Regions from separate parts of the Mus musculus genome. Here region 2 is linked to region 1. Evidence: chromatin contacts called from public ChIA-PET data. All regions are on one chromosome and are shown on one strand. Each heading gives the region's core, a stretch centred on a gene start, on an enhancer-like site or on the middle of the called end of the contact. The rest is flanking DNA. Distances are from core to core; before and after follow the strand shown.

What was found. ChIA-PET counts read pairs in DNA pulled down with a chosen protein or histone mark.
Region 2: an RNA polymerase II ChIA-PET map of memory CD8 T cells shows a contact between it and region 1, with 6 read pairs. The contact joins the promoter of Zfp638 here to the promoter of Loxl3 in region 1. A contact is called at or near these places in 1 of 39 promoter capture datasets (pre-B cells) and 1 of 115 datasets of contacts at active chromatin or transcription factors (memory CD8 T cells).

The regions. Positions count from the first base shown.
Region 1 is chr6:83,031,628-83,036,134 of GRCm38.p6, reverse strand. Loxl3 (lysyl oxidase-like 3) reads right to left here and starts at 1,930. Exons shown (of 14, transcript NM_013586.5): 1 at 1,846-1,930; 2 at 338-680. The coding sequence starts at 653. Dok1 (docking protein 1) reads left to right here and starts at 2,664. Exons shown (of 5, transcript NM_010070.4): 1 at 2,664-2,764; 2 at 3,069-3,368; 3 at 3,507-3,600; 4 at 3,720-3,904; 5 at 4,075-4,507. The coding sequence starts at 2,705.
Region 2 is chr6:83,912,044-83,916,550 of GRCm38.p6, reverse strand. Zfp638 (zinc finger protein 638) reads right to left here and starts at 2,198. Exons shown (of 27, transcript NM_001355286.1): 1 at 2,072-2,198.

The sequences.
Region 1 (4,507 bases), core at 681-3,180:
TATCACTGAGTCGACTGCACTTGGATCACCCAGGGCTCCCCTGCACTGGGCTGTCTTTGTGCATAGCTCTATGGAGTCTCACTTTGTGGAAGAGAACATAGCCCCCTTCTCACTGTACACATGGAACACTGGAGGCTCCTGGAGAGTACTGGCTAGCTTCAGGTCACATGGCCCTGAAATTAGTATGTTAGATGGTTTATAATCTGTGGGTTTGCTTGATTCTGCCCATTCTTGGTGTCCCGTGTCCCTTTGGTTGTGCCATTAAGGTGTTTTGTTCTTTTCTATGTACTTGAACTGCACTTAGATAATGTCCGGGCTAGTCCAGAGCATCGCTCACCTGTTCCAGGGCCATATTTGGCACTATGGGTCCACCCTGTGGCTTCTGTGAAGCCCAGCTCCCGGCAGAGGACATGGGCAGCCTGCAGCGTGAAGTCATCATCACAGATGGTGCCCCATTCACCAGCTCGCTGTATCTCCACTCGACCTTCATAGGGCTTTCTAGGAAAGCCAGCCAGCCGGAACCTCAGCCCCTGGCTTCCTACCTTCTTCTCTGGGCTGATAGAAGGAGACGGAGACCCCACACTGAAGCTGCACAGACAGTGTAGCAGCAGTAGTCCCCATGGGCAGCAATACCACACACTGACAGCTCTCATGGCGGGTGGGGCCCAAGGAGGGGGGCACTAAGGGACAGAGAAGGAGAGACACACACACTGAATGAGGGTAGGAACACAAAGAAAACAGGCACAGCCCTAGAGACCTAGATTGGGGGCGAGGGAGACTCTCCTTTCCCTTTGCAAATAATAAAACTTATAACTTGTGGTTAGTGTCCCACCATAACCTTCCCTGGTTTGGCCATCATTACCACCAACACCATCATCTCTATTTACTTTCATCCATGGGGTGGGTATGGGTTAGAGATGGAGAGTCTACGGATGGGTTGGGTAAACAGAGATATTGGGAAGAGACACAGAGAGGACGACCCAGACAGGATGTGACAGGAAGGGAGACTGTGGGAACGAAGGGGAAAAAACAGAAAGGCACGGGGTGAGAGACACATTGAATATGGATAGATGGTTTTAATCAAACCAAAAAAACCAAAGCACAGAGTAATGGGGAATGACACAGAGAGGCAAAAACCATGAGGAGAGGGAATAAAAGCCAAGGTGCAGGCACAGGAGAAATGACAGCAAGACCCATGCAGTTAGACAGACAGATGGCATCACAGGCAAGGGGAGCCTGGGAGCCCAGCCCTGGAAATCTCAGCACTATGAATGAGAAGACTCTTCAGTTTCCTATGGGGGCAGATGCCCATGCAGGAAGGGCCGAGGCTAACCGGAGTAGGAGAACCTTCTGCCACCCTCCCTAGCACATGGGCTGGCAAATATGCTGCAGGGTCAGGGACTCCAGGAGACCTAGGCTTCAAGCTGGGCAGGGTTTGGTATGGAGTTATCCAAGCTCCCTGGAACACCTCTTTTTCTGTCACTGGGCAACCAGAAGCTAGGGCTAGCTCCCCAGCTCAGGCCTTCTCTATCCGAGGCTGAAAACAGTCCTCCACAGTAAGGGGGGCCCTCCATTGCTTCCCCCAACTCAGACAAGACAGCTTTGTTCTGGGGGCATTTGGCTCCGAAGCCCTGGTGTTCAGCGTAGGGCCTGCAAATTGCACCCTGAAGCCTCCATCCCCAACAGTTTGCTCAGCTTTCCACTCTTCTGTTTCGCTCCTTGACCAATAATAAAACTGTCAGTTGGTTGGCTTTCCCGACTCCATCCCAAATCAGCGTTTCTCCTGGTCCACCATCCTCTCCATCCCCAACTCCTCTTCCCGCTGGCCAGCAGTAACTCCCCTACCTTCGACTAGGCACAACTCCAGAGGCTGGAAGCAGAGTCCTGGTCCTGGAGATTACTTTCAGGACTTCTCAGAAAAAAAGTGTTCGGCCAGGGGAGACTGGACCCCCCCTTCCTCTCCCCTCTTCGTTGGTCCCTCCCACGTCCCCTAGAGCCCTCCCACATTCCGCTTTCTCCCTCCATTCCGGCCAGGCCAGTTCCCTCCTCTAGATCTTCCCCTCCCCTGTGGAGCTGGCTGCAGCCACGCCACCCCCTCCCACTCCTCCCGGCTCAATGAAGCTTTCTTTTCCCGCAGGTTGGAGGCCCGGCAGCCGTATTCAGGGTGCTTGACTTGCAAACGGTTTCGGGACAGCAGGACGGCCCCTGTGGCAACGGGAAGCTTTCCAGCCCGTAGCCGTTCCTCCACATCCCCAACTAGACAGAGTATCAACAACAGTCCAGTCCAATTCCCGGGCTGGGCCATGAGAAAAGGTCCCACAAAGAAAACTATTGTCCCGATGGCTCCCTTGGTCATTATGGCGCCCCCGAGGTGCCTGCAGGTGATGTCACGGCCTTCACTCTGATGTCACGTTAAACATATGTCGTCACTCTCAGCTTCCACCCCCCAGGCACTAGGGCCCCTGGTTGGTGATCACCGCTTCCCTGAGTGGTGCCACTGTGTGCACCACTAAAGATAAAGGCTTTAGTGAGCTCTCCCTGAGTTCTTCCTGATGGCTCGTTTTCCTCCAAGCCCTCCGCTCCCCCATCACCGCCGCAGGGGCCGGGGAGGGGCGGGCACGCCTCCGGCACCCTGCAGCCTCGCCCCGCCCCGCCCCGCCCCCAGCCCTCCGGGCCAGGAAGCGCGGAAGGAATCGCCTGGGCCATGGACGGGGCTGTGATGGAGGGTCCGCTTTTTCTGCAGAGTCAGCGCTTCGGGACCAAGGTAGTTTGTTTGTGGCGTGGGGGATGGCGAAACCCCTCTGGACTAGAAGTGGGTGAAAGAATCCAGAAAGAGGGAAGGGGCCGGAAGAAGGTCGGAACGGCGCGCGGGCAATTGTAGATCCCCAAGACGTTCCCTTAAAAGTCTCGGGCTGTGCCCTCCTTGGTGCGGTCTTGGGATGCCATTATCTTTGGGAAAGTAGCTCAGCCTGGGAAGCCCCAGACTCAGATCGGCCTTCATGGGTCTCTTCTTCCTTGTGGGGCGCGTGCTACCACCGCGCACTCTCGAGTCTTTCGTTCTTTCCCAGAGGTGGAGGAAAACTTGGGCTGTGCTTTACCCAGCCAGTCCTCACGGCGTGGCGCGGCTGGAATTCTTTGATCACAAGGGGTCGAGCTCTAGAGGGGGTCGAGGCGGCTCTCGCCGTCTAGACTGCAAGATGATACGCCTGGCTGAATGTGTGAGCGTGGTGCCGGTGACTGTGGAGAGTCCCCCTGAGCCCGGCGCTGTTGCCTTCCGCCTGGACACCGCACAGCGCTCGCACCTGCTGGCGGCGGACGCCGTATCCAGCACCGCCTGGGTGCAGACTTTATGCAGAACCGCCTTTCCGGTGAGTGACTGGGGGTGGGCATCTCTGGGCTTAAGGGACACTGCGAGGATGGAGCTATTATAGAGGCACTGGACTTCTTGCACCTACCCTAGACCCAAGAGAATTATATATAATTCTTCCATGTTCCCTTTTCTGCAGAAAGGCGGCTGGGCTTTGGCGCAGACGGAGAACCAACCTAAGTTTTCTGCCTTGGAGATGCTGGAGAATTCGCTGTACAGCCCCACCTGGGAAGGTAGATGTCTGGCAGGAATGGAGTGGGTTGAAGAGGTGCCCTTGGGGAGCTAGTGATTGGAGTCAACCGAGTCCCTAACTTGCCCCAGCGCTCCTTCTCCTTCGTATGTGTTCTTCCAGGATCCCAGTTCTGGGTAACCTCGCAGAAGACCGAGGCTTCTGAACGCTGCGGCTTGCAAGGCTCCTACATACTGAGGGTGGAAGCTGAGAAGCTGACTCTCCTGACTTTGGGTGCGCAGAGTCAAATCCTGGAGCCGCTCCTTTTCTGGCCCTACACTCTGTTGCGTCGCTATGGCCGGGACAAGGTGCATGGGGCTGTCTGGGAGGATGACCCGTCAGGGAGGGCTACCAGGTTGAGTAGCTGTAGGTGACAATTCCATTCTCAGGTGGTCTCTTCTGTGCAGATACAGTAACTTGGTCAGGCCTGTGACTCATTTTTTATGACACGCCTAACGTGTTTCCCCCACCCCCTCAGGTAATGTTCTCCTTTGAAGCTGGTCGCCGCTGCCCCTCAGGCCCTGGGACCTTCACCTTCCAGACTTCTCAGGGAAATGACATCTTTCAGGCAGTTGAGGCTGCCATCCAGCAGCAGAAAGCCCAAGGAAAGGTGGGCCAGGCACAGGATATCCTCAGAACTGACTCCCATGATGGGGAGACAGAGGGGAAGACAGTTCCCCCTCCTGTTCCCCAGGACCCCCTGGGCAGCCCTCCAGCCCTATATGCGGAGCCTTTAGACTCCTTGCGAATTCCTCCAGGCCCTTCTCAGGACTCTGTATATTCAGACCCCCTGGGCAGCACCCCTGCTGGGGCAGGGGAAGGGGTGCATTCCAAGAAACCTCTCTATTGGGATTTGTATGGGCATGTGCAGCAGCAGTTACTGAAAACCAAGCTGACAGACTCCAAAGAGG
Region 2 (4,507 bases), core at 949-3,448, 880 kb before region 1:
CCAGCACTTGGGAGGCAAAGGCAGGCGGATTTCTGAGTTCAAGGCCAACCTGGTCTAAAAAGTGAGTTCCAGGACAGCCAGGGATATACAGAGAAACCCTGTCTCAAAAAAAAAAAAAGAAAAGAAAAAAGAAAAAGAAACATCTATATGATGAGGGATAGGAGCATTCCATACTGGATCTCAGTGTACTAAAAGAAAGGGCAAACAAGTAGTGCAAGTTTACAAATAAGAAAACAAAAGTTCGGAGGCTGGTGAGATGGCTCAGTGGGTAAGAGCACCCGACTGCTCTTCCGAAGGTCCAGAGTTCAAATCCCAGCAACCACATGGTGGCTCACAACCATCTGTAACAAGATCTGACTCCCTCTTCTGGTGTGTCTGAAGATAGCTACAGTGTACTTACTATAATAATAAATAAAAAATCTTTAAAAAAAAAAAAAAAAAAAAAAAGAAAACAAAAGTTCAGAAAGACTAAAACAACTAAAGTCTCACACATAATAAGAGCAAAAAGGATTTGAATCCATAACTTTTGGTTCCAAAACCTATTCTCTGCCCATTAGACTCCTCATTTTTATTTATTACATAAAAACCAAAGTCTCAGAGATCTTAAAACACTCTTACAACACCCAGAAAATGATGACTGAGACAACCTTTTTTAGAACTAGAATTTATGGTAAAAAGCACATTCCATAACAAATGCAGAAAACTACAACGTATTCAATGTACAAGGTTATGTATGTGTCATGAACACATTTGAAAACCAGCTAATCAAAACAAATGAAGGAGATTTTTGTAATTTCTTTCAACTGTTTTATCTTTACCCATTGGTTCCTACACAAATGATAAGGCGGGGAATGGTCTAGCATATTTTAGTATATTACATTTTGGATTCTACAAATATGAAAGTACACATTACAGAATATGGAAATATAAAAGTCAAAATTTGTAAAGCAGCTTGAGCCCACTAAATCTTAAGTGTATAATCATTAATAACATTTTGAAAAAATGTAATAAACAACTTTATTTTTCTGTGTTAACAGCTTTACATTAATTTTTCTTGTAATCTTTTTCCAGTCTGTCATTTTAAATTTCTAAAATTAAGCAGTAAACACAACTCCCCTGAAAAACAAGTTAACCCATCATACACAAAATGAAGAGAGGGAGAATTTTATGTGAGAGTGAACAATTTCCAAACTGGTTAGGAAAGATTGACTCCACATGGTCGGGTGGATCCTGGTAAGAAGCTTTTCTTCAGAACTTTTCACATTGAGTGCGCCTTCCAGAATTCCCAAACTGCCAAAGGGTAATTTTAATATTAAATAGCTCGAGGCTACAATCACTGTCAAGCTCAAAGATTTTGTAATACTGAGACTCCCTCATAGGCAATTACTTCAAACAACAAAGGACGTCTGGCACATCCTCGGGGATGAGAGTCGGTGTACAGACCTCTCCGCTCTTCCCCAAGCTAGGAACCACACCAACACAAGCATGTATCCCCACATCAGTGTTCACGACTCCTCTAAGAATGTGGAAGTGTCACCGCCATTTTCGACGACATCCCAGGGCCGACAATCTCGGCTTCGGTGCTCACTGGGGCGCTTGGCCCACAACAGCCCGCACACCCCGCTCCCAGCCCCCTGCAAGGAAGCTCTTCCAGCCCGACTAAGGGCGCACGCGGCCCGCGGGGCTCCGAAAGGCGCTCGGGCACGCGGCGGTCTTCCCGCTAGCTGTCAGGCCTGGGGAGCGGCAGACCCGCGGCGCTGGGGAAGGGGCAGCCGGACTCCCCGAGGGCGCCGCCCGCTCCTCCTCAGAGCAGCAGCATCCGGCGGCTGCGCCCACGGGCACTGCGGCGCGACGGCGCGGTCGGCGAGTGGCGAGGGGAAACAGGCCACGGCCGAGGCCCACCCGGGGTCCCTCAGCTCCACCCGCCCCGCCGCCGCCATCTTGTACGCAGCGGCTGCGACACATACAATAGTCGACCGCGACCTGGCAGGGACCGCTCGGGGCCTGCGCTAAGGACCTCTGCCTTCCAGTCCCCGGCTCCCCGCAAGGCAGCGGCCCTACCTATGCCTACCGACTAACAGCTGGATCCCATCCGTGCCCCACACAGTTTAGCACTCGGCCTCCAGTCACCGCGATGAAGCAGCTACCGCCTCCATGGGACTACACGCATGCGCATCTTCGCCTAAAGCCCTCGTCCGCTCACTGCGCCTGCGTGCCTCAGGCTCCGCGTTCTCCAGAGACGCTGTCGGGGGACAAGGCCGCCCTCTGCCAGAAGGGGGCGATCGCCAGCTATGGCTGGTCCTACACCTGCAGCGGTCTGGGTAACATCACTCAAGATTTTAGAACCTGCAAACCATCCCTCTTCTCTTCCATGAAGCCTTCTCTGATTACTATTCCCTCAGTATCACAACGTAACATTCACTTATTAACATATTCTCGCTTTTACTGCTCACTCCCATCGCCCCCTTTTTAAAGAAAAGGTCTGGAACTTTGAACTCACATAGATCCCACCTGCTTCTGCCTTCCAACTGTTGGAATTATAAGTGTGTGCCTCCACACCCAAGTACGTTGTAGCTGTCTTCAGGCACCCCAGATTAGGAATGGTTGTGAGTCACCATGTAGTTGCTGGGATTTGAACTCGTGAGCTTCAGAATAGCAGTCAGTGCTCCTAACCACTGAGCCATCTCTCCAGCCCTTATCTCCCACCTCTTAAATGGGAAATTACACCGTGCAGTGTTGGTACAGGCCTTTAATCTCAGCACTTGACAGGCAAGATGCAGGCAGAAATCTGGGAAAGAAGCCAGCCTGGTCTACAGAAGATGTTCCAGGACAACCAAAGCTACACATCCCTGTCTCAAACAACACAAAATAGATAGAATAATAAAATGGGAAATTAGAAAGGAATAAAAGTTAAGGGCTGAACTGATTGATGGCTCAGCTGTTAAGAGCACTAGCTGCTCTTCCAGAGGTCCTGAGTTCAATTTCCAGCAACCACATGGTGGCTCACAACCATCTGTAATGGGATCTGATGACTGCTTCTGGTGTGTCTGAAGACAGCTACAGTGTACTCATATACATAAAATAAATAAATAATTCTAAAAAAAAAGTTTAAGTCAAAAGACTAATATTGAAAAATTTTTATATCATTTCAGAATTCAAAAAATAAACTACCTGAGTGGTGAACATCTATAATCCTGATTGATTTTACCCATGAAAAAGATTGGGCTAAAATTTTTTTAACTGTTTTCTTCAATGTTCTATCTTTTTAAATTGACTCAGTTATGCCAATATAAGCTAGTTCAAAAAAATTAAAGGACTGCAGGACAGTGGTGAACTGCCTTTAATCCCAGCACCTGGGAGGCAGAGGCAGGTGGATTTCTGAGTTCGAGGCCAGCCTGGTCTAGAGTGAGTTCCAGGACAGCCAGGGCTACACAGAGAAACCCTGTCTTGAAAAAAAAAACAAAAAACAAAAAAAAACAAAACAAAAAAAACAAACAAACAAACAAAAAAACAAGAAATTACAAATTAAAAAAAATAAAAATTAAAGAACCATCCTCCTCGGTGAAATTTTTAGGAGTCCAGTGGTGTGGAGCAAGCAGAGATATTCCTTCCAAGGTGAAAGGTAAGTTACTGTACCTGGATCCTCCCACCATCCAGAAAGAAGCACAACGTTTAATGGGTCTATATGGACTCTGGAATGAACTACAATCCAGAAAGGAGTTGTAATGCTGCAGCTGTCCACTTCTTGGTGGTGCAGGTATAATGTTCAGGACTGCCAGTAAGCCAGGTCCTAGACTTCTCTCCCTCAGTCAACAGATCATAGGGAACCCCCCATAAGGCTTTAGGTACACGCTTGGCAGCAGACAGCTAGCTCAATTGGTCCAGTCTCGAGGATTGTTCCAGCCAGAGCTTCAGTTATGCTCTGCACTTTCCCATCACATAGGGATTGACAGCAAATGATAAAGCTAGCTTTCCCAGAACTTGGCCCATATCTCAATTTTCTTAGGGCCCCCAGAGGATGCCCTCACCCCAGACAGCTGGAGGCAATTTAAGAGAATGATAGCCTCACTCCCAAAAGGTGGGGTGGGTGGTTTTATGGTCATTTCATGGGTGATGGAAGTTTGTCATCATTAAAGGGGGGTTGATCACAAGTTGTAAATGGTCGTGATCAGGAAGGAAACCAAGTATAGGAGGTTAGATTCAAGGATCTCCTCTTTTTCTCTTTATCCTTTTTTCTCTCCTACCTAGTGTTAGGGGGAAGGGGGGGAAGAGGGGATGGAAAAAAAGGGGGGAGATATAGGAATAATAGGACAAAAGGGTAGATTATTGAATCAACTTTTGAAATAAAGAGCATCAACAAGCTAAATATTTAGATTGGCTTAGAGTTGTATATATTGGTAGAAATTTAAGGTTCTATTTCATTACATATATTTCATGTACTGTATGTTTTGACTCCTGTTTAAGGTATTGTACCATTGCAACTCATTTTAAAATGTGATGTAAAGTT